Linked DNA regions of Zea mays: region 2 is linked to region 1. A link is a contact called in public Hi-C data. All regions are on one chromosome and are shown on one strand. Each heading gives the region's core, a stretch centred on a gene start, on an enhancer-like site or on the middle of the called end of the contact. The rest is flanking DNA. Distances are from core to core; before and after follow the strand shown. Region 1 holds the start of LOC103644591 (glucuronoxylan 4-O-methyltransferase 1). Region 2 has its middle 52 kb from the start of LOC103644592.

The links. Hi-C and Micro-C count contacts between places; a contact is called where the count stands out from the background.
Region 2: a Hi-C map of ear shows a contact between it and region 1, with 2.5 times the contacts expected there. The contact joins the enhancer-like site here to the promoter of LOC103644591 in region 1. A contact is called at or near these places in 3 of 25 Hi-C or Micro-C datasets (ear, seedling and tassel).

What each region holds. Positions count from the first base shown.
Region 1 is chr1:44,354,701-44,361,338 of Zm-B73-REFERENCE-NAM-5.0, reverse strand. It overlaps LOC103644591 (glucuronoxylan 4-O-methyltransferase 1), which reads left to right and starts at 3,254. Exons shown (of 1, transcript XM_008667775.4): 1 at 3,254-5,536. The coding sequence starts at 3,721. The coding sequence ends at 4,344. It overlaps LOC103634491 (protein YIPF5 homolog), which reads right to left. Exons shown (of 2, transcript NM_001346983.1): 2 at 5,292-5,700.
Region 2 is chr1:44,542,145-44,548,782 of Zm-B73-REFERENCE-NAM-5.0, reverse strand. No RefSeq gene overlaps it. Among protein-coding and RNA genes, the nearest start is that of LOC103644592, 52 kb to the left of the region's middle. Within about 2 kb of position 2,727, at least 15 of the 20 cell types and tissues checked have an H3K27ac peak or open chromatin away from gene starts, as enhancers often do. A contact at or near this core is called in ear, seedling and tassel, where this site is marked.

The DNA.
Region 1 (6,638 bases), core at 2,005-4,504:
AATATAGAGCATATTAATTGAAAGATATTTTTAATTCAAAGTAAACTCTCTTCAGTATTTTGGATACAAAGTTGTCTATATCCAACATATATTGAAGAAATTCAATATGAGGTAATCATGGTTATTTGATTGTCTCGGATCATGAGATGTGCTAATGTATATTGTAAGAGCACCCGATCAGATATTGTTTTGCAATGATTTGCTAGCTAACAGCACATGAGGTCGAGTTATGTTCTCTAAGAGTACTTATGATCTGGTTATGGCTGGATATACTGATCATGGATATCTATAGAAGATCCCCAGATGCAAGATCAATGACATACTTCATGTAGTTGGACCTGTTGTTTGAAAAAATGTCTATCAATAGAGATTAATGGTCACTTACACTAATCATAATGTACCACACTTCATGTGATTGTACAGAACGATATACTACATACTGAGGGTTTGTGGTGGTCATGATTTTCTATCGCTGACCTTATTCTCTATGAAGATAATATTACTTTGTGTTATTTAGATGAAAACAAGTTGCGAACTAAGTCTCTACCTTACTCCATATTTTTAAATGTGTTTGAGAGCAGTTATGTGATGACTTAATGATTTGCAAGGATCAGGGGGAGTTTCCTCTTGATCGGAAGAACTTGTTCTTACACCATGTTGTACTCTTTTCTTTGCATGAGTTTTTCCCCTATTTGGGTTTCTCATTCAAAGTTTTTAACGAGACAACATCAACATAAGGCCTATGTCGTATCATAAATTTTTCATGTAGGGTTTTCGAGGATGATACAATATGACATAGTTATTGTTGTATTTAAATTAGGCTATGAGTTTATCTCCCTAGAGTTCAAATAGATCAACAATAGAGCATGACTACTCTCCTCATTTTTTCCGTTGGGTTTTTAAGGAGACTCAGCTGATATGTTGATTTCTCAGATTTTCTAACAAGATTATTTTAGAGAAATATTGGCCTGAGTTATATGTCTCATCATTTATTTTTCCCACTAGGGTTTTTGATATGATGATTGTAGACATTTTTATCATTCTTTGGGCTAGAGGTACATGGGAGAACAATGTTGTACCATGGTTCTACTCCTTATTTTTTACACTGAATTTTGAGTAGTTCACTTGGTATTATTTAACCCACATAAATTCCTAAGTTTTTCCATAAGTTTTCTTGAAGGAATTAATAAATATAATTGAAGGATGTATTGCTGGTTTCGATCAAGGGGAAGTAGTGTTAAGGGATGATCTCAACAGCCACCCTTTGTGGAAGGGTCATCGGCAAATGAACACGGATGTTCATCACACCCCTTCAGCGTACGGAAATGTTCGTACGTCGCACCCCTTGTACCTCTATATAAGCAACCATTCTATCAATAAAGAACGATGGATTGATTTACTCATGACCACTCTGTGTCTCGTTATATTTGCAATCCAACAATGCCAAAGGGGATATCAACATTGAAAGTGTGGGTACCAAAGCTCAACTTGCCAATACGTTCACTAAGCCACTTGATGAAACAAGGTTTTGCAAGCTTAAGAATAAATTGAACGTTCTTGACTTACTTAACATGAGCTGAATGCACATCATATAAATGACATACCTCTTCTTCAACCAATCAAGGTAAAATTGATTGTTCATATTCATACACACCTGAGCATTTCATTAGTACATATAGTCATTAAGGAGTTATGTATTGCATAAAATGAGTATTTTGTTATATTCTATCACTACTGTTTTGATGATTGAATGTTTATAGTGATAGCATATAACTTGTTCATGAGTAAGCAAACCTAGCATTTGAACTAAAATATGATATATTAAGTGTATAACCCAACTTTGACAAGATACCCATTGCAAAATGAGTGAAGTTTCAAGGACATAGTTTAATTCAAGCCACTATGAAAAAGTATATGATAAGTTCACCCTACATCGAGATGATCGTGGCAGTAATTGTTGCCTTGAAGGAAGTTTTCAAAACTCATCTCTGCCACTATGGGACCTCTCATGTTTTTATATGGTCCATCTTGCCATCCTTTAGTAATTAATGACAAGGGGAAAGAAGTTTATATACATAGCTAGTATAATGGGGAGAAGTTTTTAGCATGAGATAAAATTATAAAGGGGATAAAATGGGAAGAAAATTGATATACAATGAATGATAGATTATACAAAAGCTTATAAAAGCGAAGGCAATGTTATACAAAGGGAGGGATAGTCAATTACAAAGGGAAAACACACAAATAGAGGCAGCAAACTCATGAACTTGTTTGTTGCATTAGAAATATGTATTTCCATATGATTGCTTATATTTGCAGTGATTTTATCAATTAGCATCTTACTTGTTGTTAATTGGTATGTATGTTAATACGTGCTATATTTCTTGCCTATGTGATGAATGTTTGATTAATTATTTTATAAGCTAGAATGTATAAGCAAAGCAATAGCTAGAATTAAGATTGCTTATTTTTCAATAGGTATCTAGAAACCTCTCTCCAAATTGTGATCTCACAAAAGTATGACTACCTATACTTGATGCTGAGGATAAATGTGGTTTAAGTGGTACTTCAAGTGGTATACATGCTTCAAAAGTTTACTCAATACACCTTAGATCAATTGGTAGTCTTCTTTCTTCCACAAATTTTAATCTAAAATATGGCTGATTAAAACTTAAAATGCTAAACACATAGCTAATACTACCAAAATTGTATATATTAATGAGTGGTGATAAATGTTTAGACAAGCTACTCAAATCCAAACCAAGTTAGTAACCCAAGGCATGTACACCTAGAGACTCCTGATCGTTTTTCTATGCACAAGAGACACCTAATAAATTGCATCATACAATGGGATGTCTTTAAAATGATCACATCATAAATACTGACAAGAAACATTATAAATGGATAGTCGTGTAGAGACAGACTATTCGCGAAGAGCCCATCTCTTGTATTTTTTACATTTAACCACCTAGGATATGTTTGGTTGCCTAGTCCAGCCTAAGCCTGGCTCAGTGAGAGGACCAGACTCAAGGGAGCCGCATGTAATGAGCTAACCTAAAATGTTTGGTTGCCTGGTCAAAATAAATCTGGCCCATATGACACATTGTTTGGTTCTCATTTTTTCAGCTTGGCCCAATTGGGTTACCGCCAATTTTGATGTGTTGGATGCAGTTCCCGCCAAATTTCAAAATTTTAAGCGTTATTAAACAAATTACAACAGGTTTGAACTAAAAATATGATTTTGACCCATAAATTGAACTAATTACAATCATCTAAATATGATTTACACCCATAGATTACAATAGATTTTGAAAAATACCCCGTCAGGTCTCTGTACAGTAGGAGCAACTTACAGATACAGATACAGTAGGAGCAACTTACCAGTACAGAAAAATTACAATAGATCCTTTGTAATCCTTTGTAATACCCCGTCAGATACAGATACAGTAGGAGCAACTTACCAGTACAGAAAAATGACCATGAACATTGTAAGCAGATCCTTCTGATGAATTACAACAGATTTGAACTAAAAATATGATTTTGAAACAGATCCTTCTGATGGATTACAGTAGTTGTGTTCTAGCTAGGTCAAAAGACCAGTCCGAGGAGAGGGCATGCACTTGGGTCATGCATGGTAAAACTTTCAGCATCAGTTGTAAGAATTAATTAGTAAAGATTAATTGCAACGTAATACGTAGCATAGGCGGCGGCGACGTACCCATGAGGCTGACCATTTCGAAGTTGTTGAGGCCCTTCCGTGCGAATAGGTCGATAGCGGTGGGGATGTCGACGCTGGGGCCCGAAAGAATGCTCGCCATTGACGCTTGGGACACCATGTCGTCCCTCCTCCAGCAGGGCAAGGCTGGCGTGGCGCTGCGCCTGCTCCTCGCCGCCGCGCTCGCCGGCTTCCTCCTCGTCTTCGCCACGCGCACCCTGGTCACGTCGCCTGTCTCGGCATCGCCCTCGTGCTCGTCGGAGCCGCTGCCGCGGCCCGTGGCGGAGGCGCTGGTGCACTACGCCACGTCCAACACGACACCGCAGCAGACGTCTGAGGAGATCGGGGTGGCGCTGCGCGTGCTACAGCGTCACGCGCCCTGCAACTTCATGGTGTTCGGGCTGGGCCTCGACAGCCCCATGTGGGCGGCGCTGAACCACGGGGGGCGGACCGTGTTCCTGGAGGAGGACGCGGCGTGGATCGGCAGCTTGCGGGGCAGGCACCCGGCGCTGGAGTCCCACCACGTGGCCTACGACACGGCGCTGGCCGACGCCGACGCGCTGCTGGGGCTCCGCGCCCACCCGGCCTGCATCGCGCAGCCCGACCGGAGAGGCGAGAGAGGCGAGTGAACCCTAGAGAGAGGCGAGAGCCGCCGCGGCAGCTGCGAGTGAACTCGAAAGGCGAGTGAACCCTAGCGCAGTGGGCGAGCACGGGTCAAGTTGATGCGCGAAGGAAGTTACCTGTGTTTCAATTGGGCCTAGCCACGAAGTCAGATGTGGCTCGCCTCAGCCAGGCCCCCAAGCTGGGCCAGGATACCAAACATGGTGTGCTTGTTTCAAATGGACCTGGCCGTGCGCTGGGCCAGGCAACCAAACATATCCCTAGAGACCTCTTAAGAGACAAGATATTAAATAGAGTTGTACATGCCCTTAGACTTACATGAAACAATGATATTCCTATCGTTTTCGTGCGGTTTTATAATTGAGACAACTAGTGGACTAACCTATACCCTAAGTGATGTAAATAAGATAATATAAAGTCCAAAATCAAGATTGAGCAAGATTGGCACCACATCCAAGATTGACCAAGATGTGGTTAATATGGTATATTGAGCCAATGATGTCCTAACCGAATGAATTTGCAGCAAACAAATGAGAAGCAAAAATTGAGATACTAGGATATATGGGTGAAACATTTAAAGAAAACATTAGAAGAGAGAAAATCCAGTTGCCTTCTATGTTTTATTTTATTCTATATAAAAAAGTAGTCTTAAAAACAAGACCATGGAACTTCTCATTGGAGCTGGCCTCGCTGTGGGATGAAGCACGGCTAAAGTACACCAAGTTGTGACAAGCCAAACAGAGATTTTACTGATTCCTTAACAGTTGCAACAAATGGATTTGATGAATAATGACACATCATTTCCTTTAAAAAAATAATGCTGGCCTTTTCACATTCACATATATTAACCATAAAATGGTTATGCGTAATCACACAAAGGCACAAATTGTAAATAACATATATTGTTACCCCAGAAGATAAATTCATTGCGAGGGTCACAACTTGTAACAAATAAAAAGAAAACTAACGTCCCTTTGATTTATGATGATTAAGTATCTAACATGATACCTAAAGATAGAACAATTATCTCTGCCAAAATGCATTAAAAGAAAAGAAACTACCACGATGATCCTAAAATAAAGTCGTGGTAAGTAATCATAATAAACAGATTTGCACATACCACGACCTTTAGAAAGTAATTAGATTTCCACCAATACTTCGGTAAAACCTAATTACTGCACATTTGCTGTTTCTGGACCTTGATTTCCTTTTCTTTTTACCGAACACCAACCATGCCCAATGGAACTAAGAGATCAACTGGCCAGATCGTATGTAGTTCTGTGACAACACAACAAAAACACTCCGTGACTGGTAAAAGGCAGTCCACTGTCCACAGCATCCCCTAAACAAATTAGGCACATAATCTGCACAGAAAGGAGAGAAACACAGTTTATAAATCTGTACACAGTAGCAAGATAAAAGTTTTTATAATGCACAAAGTTGCAAACAAGTACAAAACAACAGTGCTAGCAGATAATCCCTTAGCGATTGTTCGTTTTGGTGATAATCCACATGTATTGGATGGGAATGAACCGGTTTAAATCCATAACAAGTCAAAATACATCTCAATCTCACCCAATACACTCCAATACACATGAAATATCAATAACCGAACAAGCTCTTAAGGGTATAACAAGGTAAATGGCCTGTGTGTAGCAAGTGCTCCAACATGTTCACCATTTTCATATGCTTACACTTCACCACATCACCAATTGTGCTAAAAGGTGCTATTCCATTAAAAGAGGACTAAGCAATCGATAAAGATAAGAGCATTCACTATTTCACTTCTGCTCTAGTACTCAATCAAGTGCGGAGGAATGACAGAACTGTGACTACATAAGCTTGAGGCCATTGACCATTGACCCTAGAGTGCATAAGGAGAAACAGGGGGTGTTTGGCTTCCTTGACTAAAGTTTAGTTCATGTCACATTGGATGTTTTGGATGCCAATTACGAGTATTAAATATAGGCTAATAACAAAACTAATTACACCTGTAATGACTAAACGGTAAGATGAACCTACTAGGCCTTATTAGTCATGATTCACTCATGTGATGCTACCGTATACATTCGCTAATCATGGATTACTTAGGCTTAATAAATTTGTTTCGCCATTTAGTTTTCATCTATATAATTAGTTTTGTAATTTGATTATATTTAATACCCGTAATTGGCATTCAAATTTCTAATGTGAAAGGGATTAGTCGGGGGAACCAAACACCCCGAGATAGGATCTCAGCTGGACTAAGTGCCATATCATTGACCATCACCATTGGTTTAGAGAGTATCGATAAGCACCACCA
Region 2 (6,638 bases), core at 1,478-3,977, 190 kb before region 1:
TGTTTAATAAGTTTATGAAGGTACGTCCTTTATAACCTTCGTCCGTAAACCATTATATCCTAAGGGAAATAATGCTTCGAAGGACGAAGGACTTTAACGATTAACATTTTCTATGTTGCCTTGTTCTTAACTCTTAGCACTTAAGAACAAGTCCCCAACAGGACTAAATGAGACTAAAATAGAGAGACTAATCTTTAGTCTTTCAAACCAAACGGGCCTTAATCATGTAGAAGGAAAAACATTTAATGCTTCAACACACAACATTACATAAAGTAGTTGGCAATAGTGAAACAGTTTCGTGCGTGCAATAACCAGGATCAATGAACGAGTTACTTTGGATATTAGATAACCAATAAAAGAGACATTTAGATACACTTTTGTGCCATAATACCTACAGAGATTCTCTGAGGAGGTGCTATAGGCGTAGAATTACAAAATGATAGATCCTTGTAGCTGTGGTGTTGTTTATACCATCCTATAAAATTACAATATTTTCTCCACTATTACATCGTAGCCTTTCGCTTCTGAAATGGTACAATTATATCATTTTATAACGCTAACATGCTGTGCACGTATTTTTTTTCTCCCTAGGACCTTCTTCGTCTTTCTCCTCTAAAGATGTCGAAGCTTCATTCCCTTGCTTCGCCTTGGCGTGACCTTTGAGTTCATATAACCTTTGGCTTCACGTGCTTTTCGACTTCGTAGGTCTTTCGGCTTTGCCCATTGATTCAAAGCTTCTCTAAGTGACTTCTTGATTGAGGTCCTTATCTAAGAGGATGTCTAAACATTGATTTTATTAATGTGGACGAACCTTATCCCCAACATAACTTTTTGTGAAACATAATTTATTAGAAAATTCCTAAATTATGAGCATGAGCTTCGTATTGGTGCGTCGAGAAAAAAACATTAGCATGCGACTAAACATGAACGTCTTCATATGCAAAAAGATGACTAATAAACTAAGGGCTGTTTGAATGCATTAGAACTATAGTTAGCTGTTAAAATTAACTAAGATATCCAAACAATCTAGTTAATAGTTTAGTTATTAGCTACTTTTAGTAAATTAGCTATTAGTTAGCTAACTATTTGTTAGCTAGCCAATTATATTAGCAATATTTAGCTAACTAACTATATATTAGCTCTAGTCCATTAAAACACCCTCTGCTAACGCATGAATATGAGACTAGAAAAAAGGAAGATTGATAGGTTTCTTAAGATCTCAGAAGTCATTTTGATAAGATACATAAATATATTTATTCTTATATATTGTACGTGCATACTCTTTACAAAACAAAGGATATATTTTTGGAAATACCCACGAATCATGCTGTCTTCGCTCATGATCGTGCGGCATGGCTTTAGTCGGCGTTGTCAGACTATATCTAGCAAAGTGTATAGATAAGCTTGTAAAATATTGTTTATACTATAGACTGTATCGTTTATACAGTAAAGTTTAAAATAAACATTGAAACAGAAAGTAGAATAGAGACTGCTAAAAATAGTCTCATATGTTTGCTTGCAAGGCTGCAAGCAACCCATGGGATTTCCCAAGCGAGCGCTGCAATGCATGGCAACAACATTCCCCGGCTATTTGATGTTAAATGGGCCTAGGAATAAAATCATCTTTTCATGTGAAAGTAAGAATTGTTAAAGGTCAGAACTAACGATAGTATCTTATAGGGCATCAAAATTTATATTCAGTGTTAAATAGAGAAGATTTATTTTTAAAGGCAGAAAACTAAACCAGAAACTTTAATAATGCGGAATAAGGAATCGTCTCTATTGTAATCTATATAACTTTACATTATGTCTTTCCTTATACTGGTTCAGTTAGTGAAGATTAGTTTGGATGGCATAAAGTTTTCATAAAAAACACTCAACTAAAGGACTGGCTTAATTTTGTGTGTTACTTTGAACGGAGCTTCTACGATCACTATCTAAACGTTTTTGCCTAGAGAAATATAAAGGAAGTATTGATTCTCCGTGCCGAGTTTAAAAAGAAAAAAAATTCTTTACATCTCAGATACAAAGAATCTCTTTTACAGACCTCATATACATCATCTACTGGTCCATATAAATAAAAGAAAAATAAATTACTAAAGAATTATTTTTTAATTTTGATATGTCTTTGTAGTCCTCTAAGTTAGATATGATAGACTGTAAAAGATGATGTTTACATCCGGTATACACATAACTTTTTTTTATAGAACCCATTAGAGAGTGTTTTCAACTAATGGGTCCTATGCATGCGCGATACATTCAGTTATCTTTCATCATGGTCAGAGCATAAGTGAACGCCGCGGCCGGCCCCTACTAATAATATAATGTTGTTTCTCTCGAACGATTTTTTATTAATGTTTAAACGAAGCTTTTTAGGCACCGAGGGGCCGCTAGAATTAGAATTGGTGATCAGTAATCACGGAAAGATTTGGTTTGGTGACCAGAGATTATAGAAGAATTAGAGGAAATTGAGAGAGAAATTAATTTATTTTCTCCTCAATCCCTTTCAATCCTTTTTTGATCCAGCTGTCACCAAATCAACTCGAAGAGTGAGGTCGTCGCAGTCGCAGTCCTAGTCGCAATGTCACGGATGTTTTGTGGACGGAGGAGGGGATTAATTAGTTGGGAGGTGGTAGCATCACCATCAGCCCATCACCATGGCCGGTGCTGCGCCATGCCCCTGCTTTGTTTGGGTGGCCATGCGTTTGTCCTTTCTCCGCTAAAGATGGGGGGACGACCTGGCCATGGCCATTACATCCACATGGACTGCAGCAGCACACGAGGTCCTCGTGGTTAGGCCAACACCAAGTATTTCGGCCCCCTCCGTCACCTTCACCTTCGATCAGCAGCAAGATGTGAGTGAGCAGTAGGGGGTAGTACTGCTACTAGGACTACTAACCAACCCACAGAACAATACTCCCTCCGTTTCTTTTTATTTGTCGCTGGATAGTGCAATTTTGCACTATCTAGCGACAAATAAAAAGAAACGGAGGGAGTATTAAGAGTTTATTAGATGCATGACGTTCTGGTGTTTACGCTATCTCTCACAATCAATCTTTTTGATCCACGTGTTGGTTGGTGATTATGCTACACCGAGTCGCCCCCTTCTTTTCTTTCTGAAACCAAGAACAGCCTGCTCGTATCTAGAAGACGAGAGAGTGGTGTTGATTCTTTTCTTTGCTTTAGAGCAGGTCCAATAATTCTAGTACCTAAATACTAGATTGAGTAGGCCCTTAAATAATATAGGTAGCAAAAAAATCATATTACTTTCTAAATATATTAAAACTTGCCACCGATACTTTCTAAATATATTAAAACTTACCATGTCACTAGTTTAACTGGAACCGATCAATTTTGTCCCTTTTGTTTTTATCTCTGTTCCGCAAATCAATCTTAAAATTATGACCTCGTCAACCAACTGATTTAAAACTGTTAGCTGTGTTAGGCTTTCGATTTATTGCCGCTATTATTTATTTGTGCATGTGTAAGTATTGGCTTATCAATTGTTTAATCTCTAGCTTAGTAGTCGTTGAAATTGTGCGTCTGAGGAAGCCGGTGCATAGTCTCTGTTACTGCAGAATAGGAAAATGCGTCGAAATAAACTTTGGCTCAACAGTCTCCGAGGTACTACCCGGCTTCCCGCTACACGTGCGCCATCCTTTCTACCAGGAGTCTCCACGTAGTCTTCTAGTCAGGCACATGGTAAACGAGGTTTAATGACAATTGCTGGTTTCCAAACAGCGATGCTGGGTAGAGCAAAAACTGAATCAATGCACCGGCAGGTCGCGTCTCATTTTTTGAAGCTAAAAAATTCATACTGCTGCTGGGACGTCACATTGCTCTGCCTTCCTTTCTGCTGATGGAGGCTGGTAGTGGTAGTGGTACAAAGGCTACAGGCTACAGAGCACGAGTAAAATACCGGTACCGACCGCCACACTACTCCTCCGTTGCAACAAATGCTGGCTGTGATTGACCGATGGCGACCAAACGGAGAAACCAATCACATTGCCGGATGCGATTGTGCAGGGAGAGGAACCAAGCGGCGCGGGTGGCCGCTCCACGAGCTTCTGCTTCGCGTGAGCCGCGGCGTCCTGCACGCGCGACGGCGGAGGAACACGGAGTCCGGTAAACCATCGTATTTGGTGAAGAAAAGAAAGCGACCCCCTTTGAATTCGTATTTGGTGAGGATCTCTTGGGTGCTCTTCTTCCGCGGCGTCGAATAGGCGTTCTCCACGTCTTGGGGTAGCAGCAGACACTATTATTCATTGATTGATTAGAAATGGGGAGCCGTATGTGCGTACCGTCTCCTTCGAGCTCGCTCACATGCTGCTATAAATGTCCAAACACTGCGGGCCGCCCGTTTGACCCGTGGCACGACACGAATTTAGCCCGGTCCAAACACGGTCCGGCACGGTCGGTTACGGGCCCGGGCCGGCACGGTCCGTTTAGCGGGCCAGGTATGGACAGATACGGCGACGGGCGACCCGCGTGCTTTGGCCCGACCCGGCCCGATAAATAGGTCGGCCCGACGGCGGCCCACATATTTATGTAAATACTAAATATGTAAATACATTTAATTCTCTCATTACGCGACCAAACATATATAAAATGCATACATAAATATAAAATGCATACATAAATATTTTGTTGTCTTAATATATATAAATAATATGTTATTATATATGATTAATTCTGTTAAATATATGTATTTATATACCGTTCTACTGTTGGTTCGGGCCAGTGCCCGGCCCGGTCCGTTGAGGCGCACCGGGCCAACGGGTCGGCCCGGCACGATTTTTCCCTGTGCGTGCCGGGTTTGGGTATGTCTCTAGGCACGTGGGCCAGCCCGACCCGGCCCGAAGCATCAACGGGCCGTGCCTGGCCCGGCCCTATTCGTACCGGCCCGAAACGGGTTCGGGCCGGGTCCGTGCCGGATGGCCCGTTTGGACATCTATACATGCTGCAATCTGTTGCCGTAGCTCATACTGCGACCTGGACGGTGGTGCTGGCTTTGCCGGTGCTTCATCGTCGTCGATCTTCGTTTCATCTTTAGGCTGTTTCCTTCGGAGATTATATAATCCTAAGCACCTATTGACTTGCTTATAAATTATCACAATCTAAGTTTATAAATCACATGATCCATCTAATTATATGTGTTGTTTATTTACCTATTAACTTATTTAAGCTAGATTATATAATCTATAGAGTAAATAAATAGGACAAGACCTTAGTCGATTATGGACCGGATCTTCAGTACACGCCCGTGATGAAAAGAGAGACCAAAGCGAGATTTTCCTAAAAATTAATTGAATTTATCTATTGGTGCAAGTCCATAAATCCAATAGCAAGGGTGTGGAAAAGGAAGTGAGGCTGGATGAAGAAGATTAATCGCCCACTATGAGTGGTTAATAGGGATGTATGAAGGAGATGAAGAATGACCAGACTATCCTTATATAAGTAAACTATTGTAATATAATAGTTGAGAGGTACAAAAGCCTACTTATGTGAATTAGAAATATGGAGGCCCTATATAAATATCTCCAGCTTGTAGTATTTATTGACACAAAAGTTTAGCGCAATTCAGTTTATTCTGTATTTGCTGTATTCGAAGGATGCCATCCCCAATAAAGCAACATGCTTCAACTTCAAGAATTTAACTATTAGTATTATATATACGGGTATCATGCATATTGGAATCAATATATATATATATATATATATATATATATATATATATATATATATATATATATATATATATATATATATATATATATATATATATATATATATATATATATATATATATATATATATATAGTCGGTATATTAGAAGTCATGAGCTTCTAATAGTTAGAGGAAGTCCTGGCCAATTACTCCTGTGATCGGTCTAGGTCGACGCGTTCACTAACACCTTAAGCTAGGTTATTGGGTGCGCCCCCTCCACTCCACGTCTGTGCGCGCAAAAAATAGGAAGACATGCATGAGTCAGACACGTTTTTCTCCATAAATGCTTTATTTCCTACATAAATATAGAACCGCTGTAAATTTATGATATATACTGATACTAATTATACTACACAGTTGTCGGGTACAGTAATTAAGGGTACTCCCAACACTCCTAAAACACGGCTGGTAAACACCCTCAGCACAAACTGCAAAGACTGATGAGCACGGTTCAGGTCAAGACCTCGTCTACCAAGGGACACAATCTCGCCTCGTCCGAGCCCGGTCTCGGGCAGGAACAGTAGTCCCGGACGAATTCACGCCTCGCCCGAGGGCCTCCTCTAGCGGTGGCGCACCCTTGGCTCGCCCGAAGCCCAGCTCAGGCAGGCTTCGTCGAGAAGCAACCTTGGCCAAATCGCCTTACCAACCGACCATATCGCAGGCGCATTCAATGCGAAGATCGCCTAACACCTTATCCTAACACGCGCGTCTCAGTCGGCAAGGTCGAAGTAACCGCAGTCACTTCGCCCTTTCACTGACCGATCTGATAGGAAAACAGCGCCGCTCACCCTGCTCCGACTGCTGTGCCAACCACCCGGGTAAGGCTGACAACAGCTGAGTTTAGCCTCGGGCGCAACAGGAAGCTCCGCCTCGCCCGACCTTAGGCCTCAGCCTCGGGAGGAGGTCTCTGC